Linked DNA regions of Pan troglodytes: region 2 is linked to region 1. Evidence: chromatin contacts called from public Hi-C data. All regions are on one chromosome and are shown on one strand. The core of a region is the stretch at or near the end of the contact, and the rest is flanking DNA. Distances in the headings are between cores, read along the strand shown.

What was found. A called contact is a pair of places that touch in the nucleus more often than the background predicts.
Region 2: a contact with region 1 is called in a Hi-C map of stem cell-derived neural progenitor cells, with 1.9 times the contacts expected there. The contact joins the promoter of TP53BP2 here to the promoter of NVL in region 1. A contact is called at or near these places in 1 of 7 Hi-C or Micro-C datasets (stem cell-derived neural progenitor cells) and 1 of 1 datasets of contacts at active chromatin or transcription factors (stem cell-derived excitatory neurons).

The regions. Positions count from the first base shown.
Region 1 is chr1:24,952,015-24,958,441 of NHGRI_mPanTro3-v2.0_pri, reverse strand. It overlaps NVL (nuclear VCP like), which reads right to left and starts at 2,884. Exons shown (of 26, transcript XM_054659325.2): 1 at 2,530-2,884. The coding sequence starts at 2,586.
Region 2 is chr1:25,281,734-25,288,160 of NHGRI_mPanTro3-v2.0_pri, reverse strand. It overlaps TP53BP2 (tumor protein p53 binding protein 2), which reads right to left and starts at 2,639. Exons shown (of 18, transcript XM_009441559.4): 1 at 2,289-2,639. The coding sequence starts at 2,315.

The sequences.
Region 1 (6,427 bases), core at 1,635-4,134:
ATGAAACATAAATAAACTTCATGTTTAACTTGGGTCCCATCCCCAAATATCTCATTATGTATATGCAAACATTCCAAAACCTGAAAAAAATCAATCTGAAACATTTTTTGGTCTTAAGCATTTAGAATAAGGGATATTCATTTGTACTTTTATAATGAACCAAAGTGAAAGCTATAGAGGAAAACTGATAATGTCAAACGCTGAAAAGAGTCAAGTGTGAGGACAGAGAAGAGGCCACTAGATCCAGTAATTAGGAGTCACTGCTCAGAAACCTCAATAAAGTGAAGGAGCAAGTTGTGGGACGCGGGAACATCCAGAGGAAGAGTAATTCAGAGTGACTGAACAACGAGAACAAAGGTCCTGTGCTTGGCATGTTTGAGAAGGTCTGTGTGGCTGGGACAGGAGAGGAAAAGTAAACTAGGACAACAGAGGCCAGAATATGCAGGGCATTTTAGACTGGGTTTTACTCTAGATGTCTGTGACTCCACTGAAAGGTTTTGAGCAGGGCTATGGCAAGCTCTGATTTCCCCCTCCTTTTTTTTTAATTATACTTTAAGTTCTGGGATACATGTGCAGAACATGCAGGTTTGTTACATAGGTATACAGGTGCCATGGTGGTTTCCTGCACTCATCAACCCGTCATCTACATTAGGTATTTTTCCTAATGCTATCCCTCCCCTAGCCCGATTTTTCCCTTTAAAAGGATGTCTTGGCCACGCCTGTAATCCCAGCACTTTGGGAAGCTGAGGCGGGCAGATCACCTGAGGTCAGGAGTTCGAGACTAGCCTGGCCAACATGGTGAAATCCCATCCCTACTAAAAATACAAAAATTAGCCAGGCGTGATGGCATGCACTTGTAATCCCACGTACTCGGGAGGCTGAGGCAGGAGAATCACTTGAACCCAGGAGGCAGAGGTTGCAGTGAGCAGAAAAAAAAAAAAAAATTAGATGTCTCTGGCTGCTCTGTGGGGAATAGGCTTTAGGTAAAAGCAGAATCAGAGAGATCAGTTAGGAGGCTATTGTAATAGTATAAGGTAGAGATGATGGTTTGGACTAAGACGGTTACAGGGAAAGACAGTAAGAAGTACTTGGAATATATTTTGAAAGTAAAGCCAACCAGGCTGTTGACAGATGGTATACAGGAAATGAAAGACTCAGAATGATCCTTAAGGTTTTTGGCCTTAACAACAGGACGAACGGTAGTATCATTTACTGAGATACAGAACACTAAGAAAGGGCAGATTTGAAGGAAGAAAAAATCACAAGTTCCACTTGGCCATTTTAATTTGGAGATATGCTGACTAGGCAGCTGGATATATCAATCTGTACTTCAAGATAAAATCTGGACTGGAGATATAAAGTTAGCAGTCATAAATATACAGAGGCCAGTGCAGCAGCTTGCACCGGTAATCCCAGCACTTTGGGAGGCTGAGGCCCGATCGCTTGAGCCCAGGAGTTAGAGACCAGCCAGAGTAACATAGTGGAACCCCGTCTCTACAAATAATAACAATAATAATAAATTAGCCAGGTGTGGTGGTGCACACCTGTAGTCCCAGCTACTGGGGAGGCTGAGGAGGGAGGATCACTTGAGTTAGGGAGGCCGAGGGTGCAGTGAGTTATGATTGTGCCCATAAACAGCCACTGCACTCTAGCCTGGGCAACAGAGCGAGACTATGTCTCAGAAAAATAAAAATAAAATGAAATAAATACATAGATAATAGAGTATGTAGATACTACTCAAAGGTTATTACACTAAATGAGATCACATAGGAAGTATGGATAGATAAGAAAGGTGTATGAGGAAAGAGGAGGAAGGGGAGGTAAGAGAACAGTGGCACAGAGCACTTCCAACATTTACAAGTTGGTAGGAAAAGATGGGTCCGAAAAGGAGATTGTTTAGGGGCTGGTGAAGTGAAAGAAAAACAAGGAGAATGTGTAGCTCACAAATTCCTAAGTGAAGAAAATTCTCTCCCACCTTTTAACTCAGACTGCTTGCTTACATTCTAAGGTATTTGCCACACACTGCTTTTTACTGATGGTCATGAAAACGAGAAAACCGTAGGCAAAGTGCCTGTTACTGTTGCCAGACCCATGTTATCTCGTTTTAGTGTGTAAGTTCCTTGAGAACGGAAATTAACATATTATTTATGCCACCCCTTCTCAAGGACCTCTTACAATGCGAGCGTTTGAAGACCATTCCTGTGCTAACTTCACAAGCCAAAGAGGTTAAAATTCAAAGGCTACCTCCACTCTACTGAATGATCTGCGCTGAAGACGACCAGACAACTTGGGCAGCCCTACCAAGCTGCACCCTCCCACCATCCCCGGCTTCTCCCTGAGACTCCGCACCAACGTGGGTAGGGAAGGCCCCGGCACCACCAACTAAGGAGGAACAGACGCACGCCCAGACCCAGACTGGGGAAAGAAGACTAGTTGAGTTCCACCTGGATGCCACCCGACAAAAGGGGAGTGGCACCCTGGGGCAGCGATCGGGGCCCTTGGCGAGGCCAAGCGGTGCAGAATACACACCTGGATGACTCGCTGCTTGAGTTTATTATCCACGAACCCTGCAGGTCTGGGCTTCATCGCTTCGGTCTTCCAAGCCACAGCTCGGACCGCCAGCTCCTAGTCAACCGGGGGCCTCGTAGGGGTTGCCCACCGCGATCGCCGGGCCAGTTGCACCTGAAATACGCCCCTCCTGGGGCCTAGCCCGCGCCGTTTCCGTCAGAATAAAAGTAATGCGAATGAAGGGGAAAAAATTCCGAGGAGAGGGAGAAGACTTGAAAACCTCAGGGAGTTTCTAGGGGCCTTATTTTGCAGGCCTGCCCAGTGGACCCTGGAAGATTAGGACCCCTTTGAACGCGCTCAACTTTATTGGTTCCCCGCCGGGCGAACCAGGCGGGAGGAAGTTCCTACCCCGGCGCGGTGTGCGGAGACGCTGTCAACGGCGTCCTCTGGAAAACTTGGTTTGCTTTCCTCAGGCGTTCCAGCCACACCTCATTCTGATACAAAGCTAGTCTTCGCAAAACCAGCCACGGTAGATACTTGGAGTGATAAAATCAGGGTAAAAACACACCACCAGCCGCTGCTTGCTTTCCCACGTAGTTATCTTACATTTTAGAGGCCCGACAAAAGGGCTAGGTGAAAAAGAAAAGGAAGGACGGATTTATCCAGATAACTAAGTCATTTGTTACTTTTAGAACTCGTTTGACTTACGCTGTTATCATCGGCAGGTAATTTGTTGAATATATCCAGTGCAAGACTCCTTGGCCCAGAATTTTATCAAACGTTTGTATTTGCCCCAAGAAGTTTATCCTGCACTTAGGGAGACACAAAGGGACAGTTACCAAGCATTAAAAAAAAAAAATGCTGGCTTTAGTTTCTGTCTTCTTGTTTATTTCAACCGTGTTTTGAATATTCTTATTTCAGGTCCTACTTGGCTTATGACAAGGTTAAGTGCAGTGTATTAAGGGGCAGAGGGGAGAGAAAATGGAATTAAGAGAAGGGCGTGAGGCCGGTCACGGTGGCTCACACCTGTAATCCCAGCACTTTGGGAGGCCGAGGCGGGCAGATCACTTGAGGTCAGGAGTTCACGACCAGCCTGGCCAACATGGTGAAACCTTGTCTCTACTAAAAATATAAAAATTAGCACTGAATTAAGTATTAGATTTCCCACTCAAAATATTGATCCGTTTGGTTGCAACTTCATTTCCTACTTCTTCACTATGTGTAGTTTTATTTTTTATTTTTTTAGTTGTAAAATATAAGAACATTCACCATCTTAAACATTTTAAAGTGTGCAGTTTAGTGATAATACATTCATAATATGCAACCATCACTGCCATCTAGTTCCAGAACTCTTTTCATCTTGTACAACTAAAACTCTATACTAATTAAAAAATAACTCCCCATTCCTCCCTCCCCCCAGCCCCTGGCAACTACCATTCTACTTACTGTCTTTATGATTTTGACTACACTAACTTCCTCATATAAGTGGAATCTTCCAGTATTTGACTTTTGTGACTGGCTTGTTTCTTAGCTTAATGCCCTCATATAGCATGTGTTAGAATTTCCCTCTTTCTTTTCTTTTTTTTTTTTTTTTTTTTTTTTTTGATACAGAGTCTTGCTCTGTTGCCCAGGCTGGAGTGCAGTGGCGCAATCTCAGCTCACTGCAACCTTCGCCTCCTGGGTTCAAGAGATTCTACCACCTCAGCCTCCCGAGTAGTTGGGACTACAGGTGTGTACCACCACACCCGGCTAATTTTTTGTATTTTTAGTAGAAATGGCGTTTTGCCATGTTGGCCAGGCTGATCTCCAACTCCTGACCTGAGGTGATCCACCTGCCTTGGCCTCCCAAAGTGCTGGGATTACAGGTATAAGCCACCACACCTGGCCTTTCCTTCACTTTTAAGGCTGAATAAAATTTGGCTCTTTTGTTGCCATTCTGCCTTTTGCCATGGGATGACACAGCAAGAAGGCCCTCACTAAATAACAACTCCTTGATATTGGACTTTCCAGCCTTCTTGCATTCATTCAACAAGTGTTTATTGAGTGCCTACCAGTTTCAGTCTCTGCTCTGCGCTTTAGGCTTGTGGGGAAAAGTGGAAGAATTATAACTAACTTTTTATAACATTTAAAAATTTTGATTAGGTATTTATGTGCTTGATTAAATGTTAGCAAAGATTCCCTACAGCATATAGTACAAATGTAGTCAATGCTCAGTAATTTTTCAAATGAAATGTAATTCTGTGCATGCCAAATGTCCAACATAGAATGAAAACACACTGAGGCCAGGCATGGTGGCTCATGCCTATACTACCAGCACTTTGGGAGGCAGAGGCAGGTGGATCACCTGAGGTCAGGAGTTCAAGACTAGCCTGACCAATGTGGTGAAACCCTGTCTCTATTAAAAATACAAAATTATCCGGGTGTGGTGGTGCATGCCTGTAATCCTAGCTACTTGGGAGGCTGAGGCAGGAGAATCACTTGAACCTGGGAGGCAGAGGTTGCAGCGAGCTGAGATTGCGCCATTGCACTCTAGCCTGGGCAACAAGAGCAAAACTCCATCTCAAAAAAACGAACAAATAACCACATTGAAAGGCCTAGTAGTATCATGACATGTACTAGGCAATATAGTTTATTAGTCTATAATTTGTCATAGAATACTATCCTACACTTAGGGTTGACTTCATGGGTATGTGACCTGTGCAGTCACACAGGGCCCTGTGCTCAGAAGGGCCCCACAGGTGGTTTAATGCTGTACTGTTGCCATCTTGAAATGCTTTCTGAATAAGCTGTCCCTTATTTTCATTTTGCACTGGGTCTTACAAATTATGTAACCAGCCATTCATATGTAAACTTGAAGTACTCTAGAATGCTGCCTTCTTCTTCTTTTTCTTCTTCTTTTTTTTTTAGGTGGAGTCTCACTATGTTGCCAGGCTAGAGTGCAGTGGTACGATCTTGGCTCACTGTAACCTCCGCCTCCCGGGTTCAAGCGATTCTTCTGCCTCAGCCTCCCAAGTAGCTGGGACTCCAGGTGCACGCCACCATGCCCAGCTAATTTTTGTATTTTTAGTAGAGACAGGGTTTCACCATATTGGCCAGGCTGGTCTTGAACTCCTGACCTCGTGATTCGCCTGTCTCGGCCTCTCAAAGTGCTGGGATTACAGGCATGAGCCACTGCACCCAGCCACCTCCTTCTTAAAGGCAGGGAATGTGTTGTTCATCTCACTACTGCTTCAGGTGCAGAAGGCAATAATTGAAAGTGAATTAATACTAGATGATAATATGCTTGAACATTTCTCGTTGGAATTATTTCATCAATTATTGCCCTGAAGACCATTTTACATTGATTCCAATGTTTGGATTTACAGTATCATGCATCAAAACCAAAAAGATTACTGAACAGTAACCTAAGTGCATATACACTTTAAGCACTTCGTTTTTTAATTGAAGCATCCTCCATTCTTTGGTGGTGTAACCCCACCTAGTGGTAGTGGCATATTTTATCTTTTGTCTTTCACACTTTCATTCTCCTAAACCTCATACAGTATTTCACAAGCAAACAGCTTCTGGTCTAATTGTGCTTCATAACTAGGGTGATTTATGTCCAGATTTGCTCAGGACAGTCCTGATTTTTGATTCAGCAAAATTATTGCTAGTATCCCCTTTGTGGAAATACATGAAGACCAAATACATAAGAAGAGGCGAAGACTATTTGTTCAGAGTTTGCTATAACAAGGGAGTCAGCCACCATCACTTGTGTTTTGGCAGAGCCTCAAAGACAGGCAGAGGAGTGGGAAAACTTTATGGTGGGGAATAGGGGAAGGCTTCAGGTACGCCCTAACTGAAGACTGTTGTCATAGGGAAGCTATAGGTGGGCTAACTAGAACTAGCAGAGCATCCTATGTGTTTGGTTGGGATGCAC
Region 2 (6,427 bases), core at 1,390-3,889, 330 kb before region 1:
ACCATGTTGACCAGGAGGGTCTCAATCTCTTGACCTCGTGATCCGCCCGCCTCGGCCTCCCAAAGTGCTGAGATTACAGGCATGAGCCACCGCTCCTGGCCTATTTGCACATTTTTAATATAATGCAGTCTAAATAGTAAACCATTATCTTCAGAATGCCTTTAAAAGCAAATCAAGGGTTGTACCTAATGCCACAGAACTGTACACTTAAATATAGTTAAAATGGCATATTTTATTTTATGTATATTTTACCACAATAAAAGTACATCAAGGCAATTGTCTACATTCTGAGACTATCCATTTTTTTACACTAAATGGCTTTTCCTGATAAATTGGTTAGAATTTTCCAAAGTAATGTAACAAAATTACATTTATGTTGGAATAAAAATCCAAGCATATGAAAAGCCAAAGATGAGAAATATACTTAATAAAATAGTTTTATTTTCAAATATCCAAAATATTACAGTATAAAGACACATATAACATGAGTCTACTAAATGAAAAATTATTTCATATTTTTATATATCACAAATCTGAGAATCTCCACTTTAACCAACATTGGAAATTCAGAGGCGTTTATCTACCGCCTATTGCAAGCTAGACACTGTACTAATCACACTTCCTTCATAAACATAACTCTAATCCTCAAACCACCCTAACAGCTGAGTACTATTATCCCCATTTTACAGATGATGAAACTGAGGGACAAGTTTTTTTAAAGTGGCTACATCACTAAAGGTAGTAGCTGAGCAATACTGAAGTGTTAGTCTGACTTCAAAGCTGGTGTAAGTGCCATCATACCACACTGAGTCTGTGTTAGGATTGTATTCTGACATCAGAAAGGCAATCAGAAGAACCATACTGCTAAATTGAATATAGTCTCAAGAGCCACATAACGTTTTATGAATTCGGCTACACAACGGATACCTTGGTAGGGTATCTCCAAAGGATACCTTGACAAAAAACAAGGAAGAAACCACATAGCAACAACTGATACGTGTTTCTCTTGCTCCTACTGTTAGGAAAAATTCACAGACAATCCGTACAAGTTACTTCAACACAAAGAAATGTAAATCCAGGAAATAAAAATCTTAACAGCAAAATCCATCACCCTTATCTATGGTCCATTATTTCAATATTGGGTATTCACACTACAAACCTGATTTCATAACCAGGCATTAAACTAAAATAAGATGCATAATGCTATTAATACTTTCAAATTCCTTGAATCCTGGCAGGACAAAATATCCCAAACCATCTTAACCCAATTACTAATTCTAGTGAATTGTTAGGTCGGCCCAGTGAGAGTTTGGGACGCCCTCCATGACACAAGCAGGGGGCCAGGGAACAGCATATTATACTCTGTATGTGTGACTGCAAACTTTGTCATCACTCCATTCCACAGACTTCATAAAAGTAAAAGCTTTTTGTTTCTTTGTCTGAACAAATGGAGCCACAAGCATAGGATGCCTGCAAGATGTCCCCACTTCAGTGGGAGAGGTGCAAATACAACTTCCACGAAGAAACTCGCTACTGAAGTCTGCAGAAGCCACCGCAACCCACCACAAACCTCCATTCCGCGATCGCTGAATGACAGAGACATTTCTGAAATGTCTCAAACCTGCTGTTCATCTGTGGCCTGGTGGCCGTGTCAAAAGCCTGCGGAGCTCCTAAAGAAGGCACTAATCCTCTCCGGAGGTCTTGCTAAAAGCTGTGGGAAACGAAGGGAGCCAGGCACGTACGCTTTCCTGCAATCTAAAACTTCCGAGATTGCATTTACCAAAACCCCTTTCCACAAAGAGGTAAGGGTGACTTAGCTGCTACTGTGGATATCAAGATCGAAATTCAATTAAAAACAAAGCAAAGGTACCCGTTCCAGTAACGTATGTTTCACTCCAGTAAAAAGTAAAAAGACACAGCAAAGAACAAGGTCCCCGGTTCCCGTATTCTTGACCTTCAAGAACTGCAAAAAAGTCAAGACCCAGTGAAAGACGAAAAGTTTGAGTGGCTGCTGGGCTCGCGGGCGGCTCGCCTGACTCCGGAGCAGCTGGAGGAACCCGCCTCGAGGTTAGGGTCTCGCCGCGCCCCCACGACGGCTGTGGGCGCAGAGCCCAGAGGATGGAGCCTCCCCTTCCTGAAACCCGCTCGAAGCTCGGAAAGCCCCGGCCCCTACGCGCGGGCTGCGGCCCCCAGGCTCCTTCCCCGACGCGCCCGAGGGCGCGGACCAGCCACCGGCAGGCGACCCCGCACACTTCCGGGCCCGACGCCCCGGCCGCTCGCCCACTTACCGGCATCATCTTGGACCCGAACCGCATGGAAGCGGGTGGCCAGACTGCGGCCCCGGCCGAGCTGAGGTGCCCCGGAGGGTCGCAGATGCGGGGGAGGGGAGCGGAGAGCGAGGCCGCCCGGACCTGTTGCGAGGCGGCGGCGGCGGCAGCGGCGGCGCGCGGGTCCGAAGGGCCCTCCGCGCGGGCTGGGGCACCAACAAGCCCCGGGCTCCCCCGCCCCGGCCGGGCCCCCTGACGCGGCTTTGTCTCTTCGACGCTCGTGACGGCCGGGGCTCCCTCCTCCGCTCCGAAACCAACTAATCCCGGGCCGGGCCCCAGCCGAGCCCGTGCCGGCTCCGCCCCCCGCGCCGACCCCGCCCGCGGCGCGCCTGGCGGCCTGGGGGAGGGGCGGCCGCGGGAACGGGAGCTGCGCGCGCCTGCGCGGGCCCGGCTGGGTGGACGGGGAGCGGCGGGAGCCGGCCGCCTTTTCTTTCTTCGCCCCGGACTGAAGTGCGGTCGGGGCCGCGCGGCGGAGCGGCTGGAGCGCGCGCCTCCTAGCGGAGCCGGGGCAATTGGAAGGCGGCGCCTCAGGAAAACAGAATGGTAGTGAATGGCACCGAGCCGCCCCAGGGCTGCCGCCGTCACCTCCTCGGCGGCTCCGAGTCGTGCGAGGCAGGGGACCCTTTGCCTTCAGAACAGGGCGCCCGACGTTGGGCGCGTGGACAGAGTCCTCCGGCGGCCGCGCCGCTGGGCCAGGCGGAGAGAGACGGAGAGAGGCGGACGGACTTCAGGGGAGGCCCGGGCCACGCCGCGGAAACTACCCGACTCCCTGGAGGCGGCCAGGACCGACCCTGTCCCGACAAAATGGAGTTCCCCGTGTGGCTTCAGCTCGCGGCGCGTTCCCAGAGCTCCTCAGTGATCCGGCTTTCGGATTGTTCGCCTTTCGTCTCATTTGCCGTTGTCCAAATTCTAATTTAAAACTCATGTGTTACTTGCTGTAAGGTTAACAAACGTACACCGCAAACTGGATAAAGGGATAACTTTTATGTTGTGTATGTTTTACCACAATAAAAATAAACTTTGTAAAAATGTGTCAGGCAGCATTCTGAGGAGCTTCCCTGGGGGGTGCTGGGAACACCCTGCAAACAGCCTCCGATACGGGGAGCCGGTGGATACCATCCTTTTCCAGGGAGGGAGGCCAAGGCCTAGGGAAATGGCAGGGCTGCCTTCCAAAGAGTAGCAGAGCGGGTTCAGGCTTTTATTCCACCTTCCAGGGAGACACATACTGCGGGAACCCTAACTCCAGGAAGCTTTGTTCTAGTAAGTTGTCAGTGCAAGTTCACTCAGAATCACTTTTCTCTGCCTTTATACATGATTCTAGAACCTGAAGTGGGGTAAATCCCCTGGGTTTATCTAGTATCAAGAACAGACAATTCTTTCTTAGCCCACCATATCCCTTACCAGAATCTCCATCGAACTCCCTATTGCACCATCCCAGATACTGTATCTGGAAATACTAAATTACGGTTAATTCAACTAGAATTTAACGTTCTCGCCCGGGCGCAGTGGCTCACGCCTGTAATCCCAGCACTTTGGGAGGCCGAGGCGGGCAGATCACCTGAGGTCAGGAGTTCGAGACCAGCCTGGCCACGTGGTGAAACCCTTGTCTCTACTAAAAATATAAAAATTAGCCGGGCATGGTGGCGCATGCCTGTAATGCCAGCTACTCGGGAGGCTGAGGCAGGAGAATCTCTTGAACCTGGGAAGCGGAGGTTGCAGTGAGCAGAGATCACCCCACTGCACTTCAGCCTGGGCAACGAGAGTGAAACTCCATCTGAAAAAAAAAAAAAAAGAATTTAACGTTCTCAAAAAATCTGGTTTATAGTCTTGTTTTCTTAAGAGCGTTATACTGAGTTAAGCAAAATAAATTCATCCCTCATTCAGTAAATATTTATTAAATACCTGCCACTTGGTAGATATTCTTCTAAGTCCTAGGGATACATCAATGAACAAAAAGTTCAAAAGACAAGTGTAGTTATTGTGAAAAAAATAGAATAAGGTAAGGGAAGGGGATAAGGTGTACAGGTGCAACTTTAAATATGGTGGTCAAGGTAAGCCTCACTGAAAAGGCGGTGTGTGAGCACAGTCTTGAAGGAAATGAGGGTGTGAACTCCACAAATATGAAGGAAGATTTCCAGGCAGAGGGAACAGCCAACGCTAAGGCCTGATATGGGAGCCTGCCTGGCAAATTCTGGGACCATCAAGGGGGCTAAGATAGCTGGAGCAGACGATGAGGGGAGAGTAGTAGGAGATGAGATGGAGTGATATGAAGGGCCAGACAAGGAGGGCCTTGTAGGCTATTCTAAGGACTTTACCTTTGCTCTGAGTGAAATGGGGAGTTATGGAAAGGTTTTGAACAGAAGAGTGATGTCAGCTGACATATTTTAAGAGCTGCTGTGGAAAACTGAAAGTCAACAGAGAACAGTAAGAAACTCTTGTGATAAGCCAAGCAAAAGATGTAAGTGGCTTGCGCAAAGGCGATAACAGCGTCTATGGCAAATAGTGGTCAGGTTTTGGATATATTTTCAAGTCCAAACCCACAGAATTTCCTGACAGATTAGATGTGGAATATGAGAGAAAGAAGCCCAAATTTTTGTCCCAAAAGATGGAAGTTGCCACAAACCAAAATGGAGAAGACCATGAGTGGACCAAGTTACAGAAAAGAGGAGATCAATTGGGAACATGTTAACTTTCAGAATCTTAATAATAAAAGAAACCCTAATACTGAAATTTAGCACGTTTGTGGGAAGAAATAATTCTTTTTTCTTTTAACTTTTAGGTTTGGGGCTACATATGCAGGTTTGTTACATAGGCAAACTCGTGTCACAGGGGTTTGTTGTACTGATTATTTCATCACCCAGGTATTAAGCCCAGTACCCAATAGTTATCTTTTCTGCTCCACTCCTTCCGCTCACCCTCCACCCTCAAGTAGGCCCTACTGTCTGTTGTTCCCTTCTTTGCATTCATGAGTTCTCATCATTTAGCTCCCTCTTCTAAGTGAGAACATGCAGTATTGGGTTTTCTGTTCCTACGTTAGCTTGCTAAGGATAATAGCCTCCACTTCCATTCACGTTCCCACAAAAGACATGATCTTGATATTTTTTATGGCTGCATAGTATTCCATGGTATATATGTAGCACATTTTCTTTATCCAGTCTGTTATTGATGGATATTTAGGTTGACTCAATGTCTTTGCTATTGTGAATAGTGCTGCAATGAACATTCACATGCATGTGTCTTTATGGTAGAATGATTTATATTCCTCTGGGTATGCACTCAATAACGGGATTCGTGGGTTGAATGGTAGTTCTGGGAAGCAACAATTCTTTTTGGTAAACTGCAGTTCATAAAGGGACTATTTTACACCAAAAAACCTACTTCATATTCCACTGGGTTTTTTTTTTTTTTTTTTTTTGCAGACAAAGAAGTCCCCAAAACAGCTGAAGATATTATGATCCACAGTCATCCAGGAAAAGAATTCTGGATATTGGTCACTAACCTTCCAGTTCTCACCAAAAAACCGTGTCTCATTACCACCCTAAAACTGGTTGTACACAATAGTAAATTATACTTAGTATGAGTGCTGGCAGCCCTAGCTTATTAATAAAATAATTACAATAGAAATGGAAGCAAGGAGAGAAGAATTGGAATAAGACAGTCCAGTTCTATTTCTTTACTGTCTGTTTACACAAATGCCCTGCCCAAGGGAAGGGAGGAGAAAAGGGACAGCAATTGGCAATATGTCCTGAAACTCACTTCTAGCCAATTGAGAATTCCCAGCTGCCAAATAGCAGGTATGTTGAGGACCTTTTTTTTTTAATCATAGAAGCGTGAAACCAAAGAACCCTTGTCTGTGCTTTGGTTTCATTCTCTCAGATTCTGTACCACTCAAACATGGCTCTCAGATGGGTTGTTTTCTACCAAGTTTCAATTTCTCTCCACTCCCACCCTCACCTGCTTATTCTTTCAAGAGCCTCTGTTTGGTTCTCCCCACCCTATAATTCTCTATTCAACTCCAAGAAAGATAAGTCAAAATGCCACATTCTGAGTGGGGAGGAGCTATCTTCTCTTTTGGCTCTCACCCCACCCCTTGGCACAGT